3 separate regions of the Zea mays genome follow, and all the other regions are linked to region 3. Evidence: chromatin contacts called from public Hi-C data. All regions are on one chromosome and are shown on one strand. The core of a region is the stretch at or near the end of the contact, and the rest is flanking DNA. Distances in the headings are between cores, read along the strand shown.

What was found. Hi-C and Micro-C count contacts between places; a contact is called where the count stands out from the background.
Region 1: a Hi-C map of ear shows a contact between it and region 3, with 2.7 times the contacts expected there. The contact joins the promoter of LOC103649247 here to the promoter of LOC103647705 in region 3. A contact is called at or near these places in 2 of 25 Hi-C or Micro-C datasets (ear and tassel).
Region 2: a contact with region 3 is called in a Hi-C map of endosperm, with 3 times the contacts expected there. The contact joins the promoter of LOC103649249 here to the promoter of LOC103647705 in region 3. A contact is called at or near these places in 3 of 25 Hi-C or Micro-C datasets (bundle sheath, endosperm and leaf).

The regions. Positions count from the first base shown.
Region 1 is chr2:208,962,403-208,965,896 of Zm-B73-REFERENCE-NAM-5.0, forward strand. It overlaps LOC103649247 (14-3-3-like protein GF14-A), which reads left to right and starts at 2,036. Exons shown (of 5, transcript XM_008673560.1): 1 at 2,036-2,071; 2 at 2,149-2,367; 3 at 2,458-2,580; 4 at 3,371-3,487. The coding sequence starts at 2,036. LOC100284220 (clathrin binding protein) reads right to left here and starts at 1,133. Exons shown (of 10, transcript NM_001157115.1): 1 at 873-1,133. The coding sequence starts at 932.
Region 2 is chr2:209,371,613-209,374,954 of Zm-B73-REFERENCE-NAM-5.0, forward strand. LOC103649249 reads left to right here and starts at 1,502. Exons shown (of 9, transcript XM_020548573.3): 1 at 1,502-2,304; 2 at 2,393-2,456; 3 at 2,564-2,630; 4 at 2,734-2,779; 5 at 2,882-2,980. The coding sequence starts at 1,744.
Region 3 is chr2:209,183,629-209,187,195 of Zm-B73-REFERENCE-NAM-5.0, forward strand. LOC103647705 reads right to left here and starts at 1,937. Exons shown (of 4, transcript NM_001112335.2): 1 at 1,767-1,937; 2 at 1,285-1,549; 3 at 1-109. The coding sequence starts at 1,824.

The DNA of each region.
Region 1 (3,494 bases), core at 786-3,285, 220 kb before region 3:
AGAATGTTTAAATTTTACATGCACGCCTTTAGGCAACTAGTATAAGATAGCAGGAAGCATGTACATTACTTGGCTTCTTGTAATTAAAAAACAAACAAACAAGCGTTGAAACTGCAAAAACGCAACAACAAAAAAGAGTACCTAGTCAATTCCATATATAGCAGCATAACAGCTTATCCATAAAGATCATCATGGAAGTAATTAAAGATGGACAACAAATAATAGTATAGTAGGTAGACATATTATTGCAGAACACAATTGTCCAAGCACAACAGAGTCCAAAAAAGTGAGATACCAAATGCTAACTTGTAGAAGGAACACATCTCACATGTAAATACATAGACACCCAATTTGTCCTTACAGCGCTTCCATCAGGTATGGACCCATGCTGTGCCACAAGTATCAATTAATACTGTGCCACCGCTGTCACTAGAAGCACAAATCCATGCCTCTGCTCCAAACACAAAACCTTATGGTAACTAATTTTCCGCAGCCATGGAATCAATGAACTGCAACGTCCGCTTGACACTAGAGCTATAATGATTAATAAACAATTCACATTCCAAATTAGCAAGCTACAACAGAACACAAAAAGATATAGTGCATCCTAAAAAAACAGGTCTCTCCGACCCCCAGGGCTCGCAGATCCACGCGGTACAAGAAATGCAAATTCGCGTTGGAACCCTGAGATCCAGCTACATGACAACCCCGAGACCCCCTAAACCGGGAAAGCAATCTCTCAGGCACATCCCGGCGGCAGCCTCGCGTGACATTGAGCAACCAAACACCGCCCAAATCATGCACATTTTGTACAGAACCGAGATGCGCGGGACGAAGAATATCAGATGTCAGAGAGCGGGATCCGGAGGAACCTGCTGCTGCTTGGCGACCTGCTCCTTGAACTTGCTCGCCTGCTTCCTCAGCGCCTCCATCCCTTGGCAGCTCTTCTCGCCCGGACACGCGCGCGCGCGCACGAGCCGGAAGCCGCCGTGGCGCCGTCGCTACGCTACCCAGAGACGAACGGCGGCACAGCACAGGCACCAACCAAACACGCTGCCCGTTCCAAAACAATCACGGACGGCCAGCCAGCCATCGTTCGTCGCCCACTCCCGGCCCACGAAAGCCCAGCCCGTGCTAACGACTAGGAAAAGACACATTTAGAGATGGCAATAGGTACCCGCTACCCGAAACCCGGTGGATTTTTGCTCTATTAGGGCTAGTTTGGGAGCCTCAAACCCGAAGGGAATTGGAGGGGCTAAAATCTTCTCCTTATTCAATTTTGAATAAGAAGGGAATTTTAGCCCCTTGAATCCCCTCCGGGTTTTGGACTTCCAAACTGGCCCTTAGGGTATGGGTTTGGGTCAATTTCTCTATCCATGGGTTTGTTAATGGGTTCAAATGGAAACCCAACGGGTACGTGGGCATGGATTTGTTCTTCCACTACCCATACCCGCAAACACATGGGTTTTTAAAACCCGCCTTAAAATCAACATTCCTTATAAATATGTCTCAAAATATTATTAATTGAATATGTTCTAATTGAAATAAACTTCATGTAATAAATTTTAGGCTAAAATTAGTTATCATTTGTTCCTTTTATGCTAGCTTATTAATGTATTGATTGTCATTTACATGCTGAATTATTTTTTATGTTGATGTTAGTGGGTATGGGAAACCCGTTGGGTACCCGAAACCCGCATGGGTATGGGTTTGGGCAAAATTTTATACCTGTCATGGGTATGGGTTTTTTAGCGGGCGTATTTTTTCTTCGTGGGTATGAGTTTGGGCAAGTAATACCCAGCGGTTTTTACCCATTGCCATCTCTAGACACATTGGTCCTGAACGAGTGGCCCCACGAGGTCCGCCGCTCCTCAGCAAGCCAGAGCCAGCAGCGATCCCCGGCTGACAGTGTCTCACACACAAGCGCGAGAGCAAATTTCCTTATCTTTAAAGCCGGACGGAAACGACGTCTATAACGTTGTCCACGTCGGCTCAAATATTTCTAGACGTCGGATTTCTAATCAACGGCTATATCATGACGACACAGTCTTGCCTTGGACGCATCCTTCTGGTCGGTACTACGTCTCGTCGCCTCCTTTCGCCCCAGCGCTGCAGGTCGTCATGGTCCTCGCTCCCCGCCGTCGCTAGGGGTGCCGCGCGCGCGTCGAGGCCGAGCTCTCCGGGATCTGCGCGGGGATCCTACGCCTCCTCGACGAGCGCCTCGTGCCGGCGGCGGCGACCGTGGACGCCAGGGTCTTCTACCTCAAGATGAAGGGGGACTACCACCGCTACCTCGCTGAGTTCAAGACCGGCGCCAAGCGCAAGGACGCCGCGGACTCCACGCTCGCCGCCTACCAGGCTGCACAGGTAGCAGTTCGGCAGGCAGTCATGGATTGTCTCTCTCCTCTCGCTAAACGAGACTTGTCTTATCTTAATTATTAATACGTACGTATAAAGGACATCGCCGTCAAGGAGCTGCCGCCCACGCATCCCTTCAGGCTCGGCCTCGCCCTCAACTTCTTCGTCTTCTACTACGAGATCCTCAACTCGCCAGACCGTGCCTGCTCGCTGGTCAAGCATGTTCCCCTTCTCCTGGTGACTTGAGGGATGACATGCTGTTTTATGATTGGGTTAATTGTGTCTGTGCCATTATAATTTTCTATGTTTTGATATATGCCACTAAACTTCTTAAGCTTGCAAAAGTGCCATTAAACTTTTAATTAAGTCTGAAATAAACCATTGTCAACAGTTTAGTCTCAAACAGACCCACCCACCAGTATATTTTCGTATTTCTCTTTCTACCCTTGCCCTTGCTTTTACGAACACGACACCGGTTTTGCTATTTTTATTCAGAAACAGAAGATTTTTTGCTATGGTCACAATTGGTTATTCTATTGTTGACAGTTCATGATTTGTACATGTGTGTTGCAATTTTGGTACCTAGTTCTGCTCAGATGGTAGCATGTTACTCTGTTGGACTGTTTCTTCACAAGATTTCACTAGGCGTTGTTCACCAGCAAGGCTCTGACGACTGGGTAACAGCAAAACAACAATCATGTTGAAGAAGATGTGATGCATTTGTAACAGTAATCGTGTTCGTAACTGGTGAGACCCAAAGAGACGTGATGCCTTCGTAACAGCAAAATAACAATTGTGTTCGGGCAATGATACAAAGGGAAATACGAAAAATACATGTATAGTGGTGGGTCTGTTTGGAACTAAACCGCAGATAATGGTTTATTTTAGATTTGATTAAAAGTTTAATGGCATTTGCAAGCTTAAAAAGTTTAGTGGCACATATCAAATATATAGAAAATTATAATGGCACATACCCAATTAACCCTTTATGATTTGAGGGCTTTGGTTCCAGGCATTCGACGAAGCTATTTCAGAGTTGGATGGTCTTGGGGAAGAGTCGTACAAGGATAGCACCCTCATCATGCAGCTTCTTCGTGACAACCTCACCTTGTGGACTTCTGACATGCAGGTAAACA
Region 2 (3,342 bases), core at 252-2,751, 190 kb after region 3:
CGGCCGTGCTCGTGCTGGCCCGAAAACCCCGACTCATATTCTCAGCACTAGTCGGGACGCTGGGTGGTTTCGTGCAGCACGATAATCAGTCCATTAGATAAACAACTCCAATTTCACACCATGCTAATACATCTTATGCGTACTGTGTACGTATGTACATGAATTAATTTAGTCTTCGAATCAGATTAGAAAAATGTGAATGAGGCTATCGAAAGTGTAAGAAGAAACAAACAATGGAGGATGTTTTGCAAATTTCACACTTAATTCAGGGTCAATTTAGAGTTTCGTTCCAAGGCCACCCCAAATTGCACGCCACTTGTCACTGTTTACTCAGAATATTTGACAATTCTTCTCGCTCCACTCAAAGACACCCACCCACACTCTGGTTTACTCATCAGAATATTTGGCTTAAACAATAGATTTGCCGCGGCTTTTGCGCTCAGGCATTGAATACCGACACCATGTGCTCGCTCGCTAGTCAACAAAAGATTAGAGGCGCAGCGGCAATAGAAAGCGCGAGGAGGCCATGCGAAATTTCCTGGTGTAAAGCAAAGCGTGTGCCCCTAGCAGGCCATGTGGGAAAGGAGGAGCTGGACCCCGGCAAAGACGAGCATGTATTTTTAATATATATATATATCGAATATGAAAAGGACCAGAAATTGTCGTGCTGTCAGAGCAGATCGAAAGCCGAGCGGAGAAAAATTGGAGGAGAGAGAGAAAAAAAATATGAAAGCGACGCGGTCTGGCTGGCCGCTACGTGGACCTGGCGCATGCACCAGTGCACCGAACCCTAGATCTGTCTACTGTCCCGGAGGCTCTTTGGCGGCAAACGGGAAAGACTCAAATACGCGCTCCTTTTTGTTTTTTTTATCTATAACCACTCAAACAGTACAGGGAAGCAACCAAAGTGTAGCCTGGTGTTTGTTGAAATTCATACGTAGCGAAAAGAAGTGTTATGCGTAGAGAGGATGCCACCCGCGTGCTGGTCTTCTATAGTTAACGTGCTGTGCAAATTCTACATTTGGTTATTTAATTATAGGCACTCTTGAATTAGGGAAATTTTTTTACCAAGACAATGAATACCTGGATGTCAAAGCGCATCCTTAAGTTTGACCAAGGGAAGCAACAATCTAGATTAACATGGAAAAAGAACAATCATTCCAACATGAAACCTGAGAGTGGTTCTAAGATTAAGAGAACATTGCAAGCTCAAAACCTGAGTGGTTTGTGTGGAACGCTGAAGCACAAGAAACGTGTACAAATCTCAAAATGTATCTAATCATTTAATAGCACGTACATTGTGTAGCTAGTGTATTTATGTATTTTTTTTATCAAAACCTTTTGCTCTTTAAGATGTTTATCAGTACTCCGTCGACAAAGCTCTGGCAGAAGTTATACGCTAATTCAATTCTGATGTACCAGCAGCAGTCGGCAATAATCTCACCCTTCCATGGACCAAGCTCATCGTCCTCCCGGAGGAGAGAGAAAGAGAGCAGCAAAAGTAGACTGATAGCCGTAGTGGTTGGTGCAAGTCGCTAGGAGAGAGAAGAGATAGGGATAGGAAGAGAGAGTGTGTGGAAGCTAGGGAAGAGAGAGAGAGGGAGGGGAGATGCACACGCAGAGACGCAAGCGATAGAATTGCTAAACAAACAAAAAAAAAAAGGCGAGCAAGAGAGAGAGAGAGAAGGCAGGCGAACCAAACCCCAAGGAGGCCAAGACGCGGACGGCAGCAGGCAGGCAGCCATGCCGCGGTCGCCGTCACCATCGCCGTCGCCATCCCCATCGCCGGAGAGGCGCCAGAACCAGCACCAGCCCGCGCGCCGGAGGGCCGCCGCCGCCTCGTCCCAGATGCTGCTGCTCCACCACCACCACCGCGGCGGCGGCGGCCGCTCGCCGTCGCCGCCGCCCCGCCGCTCGCTCCGCCCGCGCCGCGCCGCCGCCCCCTCCTCCCGCCCGCTCGTCGACGACTTCTTCCCCTTCCCCTCCTCGCCGTCCTCCTCACCCTCTCGCCCCCGCCAGCGGGGGCTGTCGCCGGAGCCGTCCAGCTCCGACTCCGGATGCGACGGTGGCGCCGCCGGCTCCTCGGTCTCCGACCGGCGCCGGCGCAAGCTCAAGCTCGTCGTCAAGCTCTCTCAGCTGCCCCCGGACCAGAATCACCGCCGGGCCCCACTCCCCCCACAGTACTCTGACGGCTCCGACGGGGCTGATGACCTGGCCGGGGACGGAAGCGGCGACGAGGAGCAGGTCAAGCCGCCCAAGAAGCGCCGGATCGAGCCGCGCGCCGACAGATCTCGCCATCGCGAGGTGGGCCATGCCCCCCTGATAAGCCGCCAGCCTTGCCTTTGCTTCACCGCGCAGCTGCTCGCTAACGCTAGATCTGCGCTTCTTCCAGGTTGTTGCTGGTGGTAGGAGCGACCCCGCGAGCGCGCCGCGGACGAAGCGGTCTTCGGTGCCAGGTCCGATTTGCTTTCCGCTTGCTCGGCCTCTGCTTGTTCGATGATTGATTTTTGAGCGCCTTTCTTCGTGGAAATCTTATTTGTTTTTTCCCGCTTGGTGGATTCAGGGACAGCGAGGACGACGCCACTGCCGGACCGGAAGGCGCTGGAGATGATTCTCGAGAAACTTCAAAAGTGCGTGTTTCACACATCTTTGTCGGAAACGCAAGATGGTATTTGTTGCATCAAGTTTTAATGAGCGCGATTTCTTCCCTTTTGCCACTGTTCTATTCCGCAGGAAGGATACATATGGAGTGTTTGCGGAGCCTGTGGATCCAGAGGAGGTAAGAGCCCCAAACCCATACTCATTTGCCATGTTTCTTGGAGTTGCCATTTTGTTTGGTAGGGAGCTGTTGAGTATTGATCGTGGTTATTGAATGGGACAGCTGCCTGATTACCACGATGTGATTGAGCACCCAATGGACTTCAGCACCGTCAGGAAGAAGCTTGCCAGGAATGCATATCGCTCGTTCGAGCAATTTGAGGTCAGATTGCTAGGCTTTGGTCGTATATGTAGGTATTGAATGGATAATGAAATATCTTATTGCGATTTGTTGGCCATTGAAGAGTTATTTCAGTTCATTTTACTTTTGACGTGAGTGAATTTGGTGTGTAACGGTCTCCCAAAGCAGCAACCTGTGACACATAAGATTTTCCTAAGAGAGTCAGGTTTGTCTTGCAAACTGACAAGTGTAACGAGTTAGCTGGACTTCTCCATTTCATCACGCATTTGGAACCACATTTCTTGGTCTTGCCTTTCACGACAATTTTGTGCACAAGGAAGGTGGAGAGCTTTCCGCTTTTCCTGTATGTACTAAATTTGTGCTGCTTCATGCAAATAGTCATT
Region 3 (3,567 bases), core at 687-3,186:
GAAGAGCTGGTACGTCTCCGGGTTGAGCCGCCCCGTGTCCAGGCTGAACACCCGGAAGGGACGCCCCGTCAGCTTCGCGTACTCGATCAGCGCCACGTCCTCCGCGCCGCTGCACGCACGAGACGAGAGGGGGTTGACGACGTCAGTTAAGCTAGAAGTTTGCCCGTCTTCTCATGTCATCGTAGTGAGTCTGTCCCTATCCAAACCGATTCATACGTAGCATCCTACTCCTACTACAGTGATTAATAACGACGAGTCCAGCGTATTTTGCTTTGTCGTCTGCTCTTACAGCTGCACTAAAAACTTGGTTTGGATTCGGACGGGCCTGTTTGAGAGGGCTCCAAACTAGCTCCGGCTCTTGAGTAGCCCTTCTAAATGGTCTAAAAAGAATAGCTTCCTTTAAAGAGTAACAAGAAGCTGTAGCCATTTTTATAGAAAGCAGACGAAAACGAAGCCAAAAAAATTTGTCTCCTAGCGGCTCTTTCTCTCACTCTTCTCTCACAACAAGAGTAGACGTTTTGACAGACGATTTGTTAAAAGAACACTGAATCGGGACCTATTCTTAAAGAAAAGCTAGATCGAAGTCATTTTTAAAAAAGCCGGAATCGTGCCAAACCGGCCATAGTCAAACAAAACGAACATGGTTGTTCGGTTGCGCGTGGGTGGTGGGGCCATGCTCTGGTGTCTGGTCGAAAGTCGAAACACAAACTCGTACACCAGGTTCAATGAACCTAGACACCTCAAGCTTGGCTACGTTAGCATATGCATCAAAGGGAGCCTAGCTAATTAGATGTTTAGTTTATAAAGACTAATTTTTAGTCAGTCCTTTTTATTCTATTTTAGTTCAAATAATTTTGTTTTCATATTTTTCTAATTTAAAGACTAAAATGGTATAAAATAAAAGGACTAAAAATTAGTCACTAGAAACCAAACATCCATTAAACCTGATTGGATTACAGCATCTGATCGAGTACCATAAACAATCGAACACTAGCGTTAGCTATAATAATAGTCCTATGCCGTTTCTGAGGCACACATGTGGGACCCACACCGCAGTGGCCAGCGAGATGGTCTAGGATGCTAGGAATCTCTACGGCCACACGTTCGGATTTCGGAAGATGCCGCGAGGATACCGGATGCAGGTCGCCGCGCCAAAAACCCCCATTCCTCCACAAGCACCAGCGGTGATACAGGCTAACGGGCACGCGGGGGAAGCAGCGAGGACCCGAACCCGTCACGACTCACGAGTGGATGGCACGAGAGAGAGGACGTCGTGCTGCTCACCTGAAGGCGATGGCGATTTCGGAGCCGAACATGGCCAGCGCCCGATCCATGATCTCCAGCGGCGACGCGCCCTCAAGCTCGCGCGCCAGGGCCTCGTAGTCCACCGCCGCCTCGTCGGCCACGGGCGCGGCCGGCGGCGCCGCGGCCGCGGAGGCCGCCACCGGCCGCCTCGCAGGCTCCGCCGCGCGCAGCGGGGGCACCGCCCGAGCGCGCTGGCCACGCGCCGCCACGCCCACCTGCCTCAGCGCGCCACCAATCCTCGCAGCTGCGCGGCCAAAAAAAGGGGAGAGAGAGAAGCGTTAGGCCGGTCCGGTTGCAAGGCCGTGGCTTGCTTTCGAATGCGGGTGAATTCTGTCGCGAAGCCGCCGCATTTCACTGGCTAAACCGTCGGATCCGAGCAAATGTTTCTCCGCAATTAAAACCTATACAGAAATTAAAAGCCGGTATGGTAGAATGGAGGATATAGAAAACCTCTCTCTCACCTTTGACGTCGCGGAGGGCGGCAGGGTGCGACGAGATGGAGGTGGTAGCGGATGCCATGGGAAGCTCTCTGGGTCTGAGGCTTTCGAATTGAATTCGCAGTGGTAAGTTTTCAATTCTCTGGGGCGAACGTGTTTTGGGCACCTGCGTTTTTTTTCCCCTTCCTGTGGCGTAAGGTGGAAGCGGGCGGGTGGTTTACATATAGGTCGGGCGCGGGAGGCTGGATTCATCGCACCTGGACGGATTCCCGGGAGCGGCAGCGGGCAGGCTCATGGCAAATGTGGCGATTTCCGATTGGTAGAGCGCACGGGAGGCTTTCCTGGCCGATCGTCGATCGAAGCAGTGGCGTCAGAAGAGGCTCGGCCTGTGCCGAGTGGGCGCCACACGGCAGTTAGTCGGCGCGTGGTGGCGATGAACTAGCTGGTAGTGTTGTGTGGCTGCCTCACGCTTGTTTGCCGCGGCGCCCGTGCCCCATCCATCCGCCGCCGTCGACCTCAGAAGAGAGGAGTGGAGGACGAGGAGAAAGGACCGAAGGCGGAGGAGTATAGTATACGTAGTTGGCCAGAAAATACTAGACCGATAGAAGTACGGGCACGATCCGATCCGGTGTATACCGGGCTCGACATACAGTTTCACAAGTGCCTCGTGTCCTCGAGCTGCTATACCAGCGTCTCAATCTCACTAGGTCAAACATATTTGAAATTCTGTCTCCTCGTGCAACCGACCGAGTATGATGCATCGCTTCTGCTCCGAGCCACACCGGTGCATCCGCCGCACAAAAGATCCAAACATGCATCGCCTCTGCTCGCCGCACTTACGTACAATCTGACGACAATAGGTAGGGTCACTAGATGCTTGTCGCATCCCCTCCCGATGCGGTGCTGTAGCGGCTACAAGAAGCCCTAAGCTCTGCAACGACACACACTAGTTGCTCCTCTACTTTTACCTTCGTCAGATTCCATATCTCATGACTCATCCTCTATCATATTTTTTTTAAAAAAAAATTCACTCTAAAAACAATATCATCTACAATCCAGTAGCCCCAATTTTACACTATCCGTTGGAGACAATCTAAGCACAATAATACAAGTGGAGCAAGCCCGCTAGATGCCCCCTTGCCTCGCTATCCGTGCACGCAAGTGTTCGTTAGAACTAAGTGTTAGTTCAAATTTTGTTGGATTATATAATCTGATCATATTATAATTCCAAACAAACACCTCCCTAGTTGAGAAAAATTTGGTAATAAATGATGAATAGAGTTACAAATGATATTTTATGGTTGCAGTGAGGTATAGTAGGATAATTTAGAGAAAAACGCTGCATGAAGGAGAAAATAAGGACCGGCCCAGTAACGGGGAGCGGGGCATAAGCCCGGCCTCCCTCTCCACTCGACACTCTCCACTCATCCGTTGTCCGCTCTCTCAGTCCCTCTCGCCTCTCGGCCTCTCCGTCGCTCCACGCCGTGCTCCGCCTGCTATTCACTGCCTCACCGTCGACCGTCGCCGTAGTCTCTGCCGGATCTTCGTCACCGGCCCCCTTCCGTGCGGCGCCCCTCTCCAGACTTCGGCTCTCCATCGGTGAAATCCCTAACCCTAATCAGAAATCCCTAACCCTAATCTCCTCTTTTCTGGACTCCAGCTCTCCCTCCCGCCGTTCCACATCATAGTCTCCGGCTCCGGGCTGTGGCTTGGCAGATAAGTCCCTCTCCCTAACCCTAACCCTAATCTCCTCTTCTCTGGCTCTCCCTCTCGCGTCGTCCATCGTCGTGCACTTGACCCTCGTCTTTAGCTTCGGGCTCCGGCT